2 separate regions of the Oryctolagus cuniculus genome follow, and region 1 is linked to region 2. A link is a contact called in public Hi-C data. All regions are on one chromosome and are shown on one strand. Each heading gives the region's core, a stretch centred on a gene start, on an enhancer-like site or on the middle of the called end of the contact. The rest is flanking DNA. Distances are from core to core; before and after follow the strand shown. Region 1 overlaps IL1R2 (interleukin 1 receptor type 2). Region 2 holds the start of IL1R1 (interleukin 1 receptor type 1).

Evidence for each region. Hi-C and Micro-C count contacts between places; a contact is called where the count stands out from the background.
Region 1: a Hi-C map of an unstated tissue shows a contact between it and region 2, with 4 times the contacts expected there. The contact joins the enhancer-like site here to the promoter of IL1R1 in region 2. A contact is called at or near these places in 3 of 6 Hi-C or Micro-C datasets (liver, psoas muscle and an unstated tissue).

Annotation. Positions count from the first base shown.
Region 1 is chr2:106,680,854-106,683,553 of mOryCun1.1, forward strand. IL1R2 (interleukin 1 receptor type 2) reads right to left here. Exons shown (of 9, transcript XM_008253249.4): 8 at 1,685-1,827; 9 at 1-739. The coding sequence ends at 555. Among named protein-coding and RNA genes, the nearest start is that of IL1R2, 34 kb to the right of the region's middle. Within about 2 kb of position 1,393, at least 2 of the 8 cell types and tissues checked have an H3K27ac peak or open chromatin away from gene starts, as enhancers often do.
Region 2 is chr2:106,582,219-106,584,918 of mOryCun1.1, forward strand. It overlaps IL1R1 (interleukin 1 receptor type 1), which reads right to left and starts at 1,335. Exons shown (of 13, transcript XM_008253215.4): 1 at 863-1,335.

The DNA of each region.
Region 1 (2,700 bases), core at 143-2,642, 99 kb after region 2:
GGAACAAGCGTCGAGAAGCAAGTCCCGGCATCTCAACAAGCCTCTTAGCCATCAGGCTAACTGCCCAATCCATTCTATATTAATTATTATCCTTCGGATCACCATTTCAAAAAAAATCAGCAACTCTCATTGCTTCTTACACTTTGGCATTTCTAAATCATCTTTTCCGGGCTCAAAATGAAATTCTGTCTTCCTGAAAGGCAAACTACATCTTACCCTTCTCCGTTTCTACAACATCTCCTAGAGCCTAGCCAAAATAAATTTGAATGCGTGAATGAGTTTCAAAACTCATTTCAGATGTTTGCCACGGGGAGTCAGGCCCAAGGGTATCTCATTCTTTTCAAGAGATCTCAAGTGGTAGAGAATTCCTCAGGCTCAGACTCACGTGCACGTTTGCTCCTGCTGTTGATTGCAAGAAAAATAATGGAACCTAAGACTTCAGCCGCCTACTCAAACCCACCGTTGACAGTGGCTCTGTTAAACAGCTGAGGAAAAGCAGGAGCCATCAGAAAGGCACAGCACTTCCATAAGACAGGATATGGTTCCTGTTGGCATTAAATCATTTCCTTTATTGTACTTGGGTAGGCTGGAAATTCTTGGCAGCCAGTCTTCAGCATAGTCAGACCATATGCTTTTCCAGCTCTGCGTTTGCACCGCCTGTGCATCCATAGTCCCCCCAACACCAAGAAGACCAGCGTCAGGGGGGCCAGTGCAATCTCCCAGGAGAACGAGGAAGAGGCTGTCGGGAGAAGAAAGGCAGGTCAGCACGGGACAGTCCCTGGCTGTAAAACAGGACGCGCCAGTGTAGATTCACAGAAATGAAAAAATTAGAGTTTGTTTGTCCTGATAAATGTGCATTGATATTCAGGAAGTATGTTCCTGACACCAAGGTCGTGGTGTCTCGTAAGCGTCATTCCCTACTCCGGGCTTGGCCAAACCATTGCCTTTCGAGTTTGCCTGCAGCCACCTCCCCAGCAAAGTGGGAGGTGTGGGGCGAATTCTGGTTCTTTGATCCCAGTGAGCCTGCCCTGGGAATCCCTTTGGCTCCTCTGCTTTATCTGCCTGGCTGTCAACAGAAACTGCATACAGGCACCTCCCTTTCCTGTTCAAGATTAAACATCAAGAAGAAATCAATTTGGACAAAACTGATAATGGCTGTTTTTCATTTTATCTTTTAGAAATGTCCCTAAATGGACACTGGGTTACTTGGGCTATTGCCTTGTACTTATTTCCTGTTGTCTAAAGACGCTGACCTTAAAGTTGCCCTCAACCCTGGGTATGTCCCAGTCCTCAGCTCTTGCTGATGAAGTTTTGAACTTCAAGATTAAGAGCGATCCACCTCTTCTAGAGGCCATGTGAGGGGGAGAAAATCCCAGTGAGCTAAGACAGAACCACATGAGGACACAGAGTATGTAAACGTTTATTACGTAACTGTTTTATCTGGTTTCCAAAACTCACATTGCCTTGAAATTTTTTGAGTATGATTTGCCAAAGTCCAGCTCTACCCTAGCCAAAAAAAAAAAAAAACTTACAAATGAAAATGAGAATGTTGCTTTCAGCTGCCCACTGATGGACAAAGCTGAACAATTTCTAGAGTTACTGTCTAGAGAACAAGAAGCTTTATCTAGCATCTGTAGAATTTTCAACATTTTGTTTCTCCCTTCAGTGTGCCCAAAATACATACCTTCTCTGACTGTGGTGTGTAGTGTCTGAACACTCAACGTATTCCGGACCACACACTTAAAATCCGTGTTCAGATCTTCTCTGGTGACTGGATTGAAAATCAATGGCACTTCGATGTAGTTCTCATTATTTTCGGAATATTCCCTGAGGGAAGAAGCAGTCCCTTGCTTTCAGTTTGTCAAAGGCAAGCTTGTCTTTTACAACATAGACAGCTAGTCCTGTGTGATTGGAAGTGCCCATTGTGATTTCCAACTTCCCGAGGGTAGGAGCTCGAGCCACTGTATTCATTACTCATTTGGGAGAATTTCTAAGTCTGCTTCCAAAGGTCAGAGAATTATTGAAGATACTGGTCTCTGTCATAGGGACATTTGTTACAATGGGAACCTACAGGAGCCAGCTTGGTCTGCATAATGGCAAATGTCATCGAATAAGGCCCTTGATGAACAAAGATCCAGCCTTGGAGACAGAAATGTCTAGCCTGGGGAAATTTGACTCCCTCATTGATAAATTATTTGCATACTGAAGAGTAGGGGGTTTCCAGGACTCCAGCCCTGCACCTCTGTTCTCTGTTCTCACTCTGGCTGCTCAAGGACATCAGAGGGCTGCTCACGGACGGGGAGAACAGCTCTAGGTGAGAGAGAGGCCATTTGTGATGTTAGAAGAAGCTGAAGCTACTTCACCATATCTAAACATCACTGAGGGGCCCCGCTAGGACTATTTTTGCTCCATCTATAAGGAAAAAGTATCAGCTTTAAGTAAATAGATGGTGTGAGTAAGCTGACATGGGACATTTGGTTGTGGCCAAGTATTTCGCAACAAGGGCTTGGGAGCAGAGCTAACCACACACAATTTGTATCCAGTAAATTGCACACAGAAAGAATTTCTTTTTGATAAGCCTTCCAAAAAGGACAAAAATGTGTCAAGCAAAAGGTCAGGTTAATTCAGAGTATCAAAAGTGTGATTTTAAAACTACACTGTGCAATGTTGAATCATCTCTCTTTGCATGTGCAAATGCTT
Region 2 (2,700 bases), core at 85-2,584:
TGCTGGCATCCCATATGGGCACAAGTTCAAGTCCTGGCTGCTCCACTTCCAGTCCAGCTCTCTACTGTGGCCTGGGAAAGCAGTAGAAGATGGCCCAGGTCCTTGGGCCCCTGCATCTGCATGGGAAGACCCAGAAGAAGCTCCTGGCTTTGGATCAGTGCCACTCTGGCCGTTGCAGCCAGTTGGGGAATGAACCAGTGAATGGAAGACCTCTCCCTCTGTCTCTGCCTCTCCTTCTCTCTATGTAACTACAACTTTCAAATAAAATAAATAAGTCTTTTAAAAAAAAATTGCAAAGCTGATGGAAAAACCACGTGTATGCTTTTATGATGACATTCTAAGCCCTTCTTGAAGGAAACGTGTCCAACTCTCACCAAGGCAATGTACTATCGCTTTAAATGCAAGTAATGTACTGTTAATAACCGTACAATCCTTCAGTCAAACAAGGAGGGAGATTAGGCTCCTCCGGCCCAGTGAAGCTTACTGGAAAGTGATCAAGTAAGTCTCAATTCTAACACCACAGCCCGTGATGGGAAGATTTTGTTTCCAATCCCCTTTCCTTAACAAAACTCACTACTTAGCAAACCTCACATAACTCTGAATGTCTTGTAAGTAGTTCATACTTATAAAATATAGGGCTTCTGTGTCTCCGGATTAATCTTCCATGGAATAAACACAGGTAAACACAGCTGAGTTCTTATTAGGACACGTCTTAAGGTTAAAGGTATTTACAAAGCCACATGCTAACAGCACAAAATCACCTTCACCGATCCCATGGATCCCTCCTACAGTGTGTAAGAACATCACACATTAGAGGAATAAACACAGAAACAAAACTCCGAAGGGCAATGAGTTATCTTACCGTCTCCACTCTTCACCACCGGGGCCCGCCGGTCTTGCAGGAGCTGCTAACGCACAAGGTATCCCGGCAAGATTCCCTCCCCCAAACAAAGCTGCTGTGTGGACGCTGGCTATGAAACACAGCAGCGTGTTCTGGGGTCAGCCCTGGACAGCACAGCTAGGGCCTGTTCTTTCTCCAAAGAAGCGCGGGTCAGGTCCATGCCCCACGAGAGCGACAGCTCACATTTTGTCAGAGGGTCCAGGGAAAGTGGACTCCTGGCGACGCCTGTGTCAGAGCCTTTTAGGGTTTTACTCCTGCAGCAGTGACACATCTGGGGAGCTAGGAGCAGGAAACTCAGAGCCAGGCACACAGCCAGAATCATTCAGCAAACATGCCAAGCCCTTACGAAACTCAGTCCCCCAACAGCCCATTGCCTCCAGGGTTTGCCAAGGCTAGCTCACTTGTTTCTCTCTCTCTCTCTCTCTCTCTCTCTCTCTCTCCCCCCCCCCAATGTGGCCCTGGGTTATTCTTGGACAGGGCCAGCCACTCCTGTCCAGGAGATAAGGCATTCATGTCATTGAAGTCCTGACCAGTCTAAGCCTGGGGTCCCGTGCCTTTGCCCCATCGGCCAGCCTGTCAGTCCTTCTTAGCATGAGCAGTTCTGCCCCTGCTCCAGGCCCATGGCTCTGCCTTGTGCCCCAAGAACAATGGAAGTCTCTCTGCTCTGCAGCCTGGAGGTGAGGTGACCCCCTAGATCACTCCTCTGCTCAGGATGATACACCAAGTGCACAGGTTGGACATGGCGGACTCAAGATAACTAGGAGTTGGAGCCAGGGCCCCTGGCTTCCATGCATGCCAGCCACAGCCACCAGAGGAGACTAAGTTGTTGGGGTATCATGTTTATTTCTCTTTTAACCTCTCCTGTGCCCTGCAGTCAGATGAGCATTCTCAATACGGTAGAGTCCAGCCTGTCACAGGGCCGCCTAGAGGCCAAGACAGAAGGTGAGCAACGCTCCCACTGGGCATTCAAAGCCTCCATCCAGCTGATAGTGACACGCCTCGCCACCATTACTCCCAACCTTTCCCAGAACCCTTTGCACTAGAATGGGTGGGCCGCTTCTGGCTCCAGAAGACAGCGTTCCAACTTTGTTCTTAACACCCCGCAGCTCCTATTCTGCCATTTCCTCTCCTTTCCCCATTGAACATGTCCCTGCTCAACGCACGTCCCGCCTCCTTTTCACGCCTCTCGCTATCTTCCAGTCTTCAACACTGTTCACTCAAGCACAGCCCCAACTGTACTCTGTGATAATTCTCCCTGCTCTGTATCCATGCCTTCTCTCTGTGATAGTAACAGAAATGGCAACACTGGGCACTCCTGTGCCACACAGTCTACTTTAATTCCTTGGACCCATTGTACAGATGAGGAGATAGAACACAAAAGGTACCTTTTCCAAGATTCCTTGGCCAGCAGAGAGAGAGGGGGCCAATCTGGTTGCTCTTCAAGTCATACCTGATATCCAGTGCTATTTATTTGGGAAGGGTTCTTATCTACTCAGGAACAGTGCAATTTCCCGGCAGCCATTATCCCACATTTCTTGGGATCCTTCCCAGAGAGCATCCCAGAATGCCTTCCTGTTCTAGGTAATTACCAAGCAGCTGTGATTAACTGGTAGATTAATGAGCCATATTCCCATTTAGCCACGGTTAGGGATCTCAACAATGTGAAGAATAAACAAAAGGATCTCAAGGTTGAAGGCAGTGACCGTGCAGTAATTTTGTGGACATTGCAGACCTATCTACAATGTGGGTGTTCAGGTCTAGGCTGCGCCTGATGAATCAACGGACTGCTAAGTACGCAG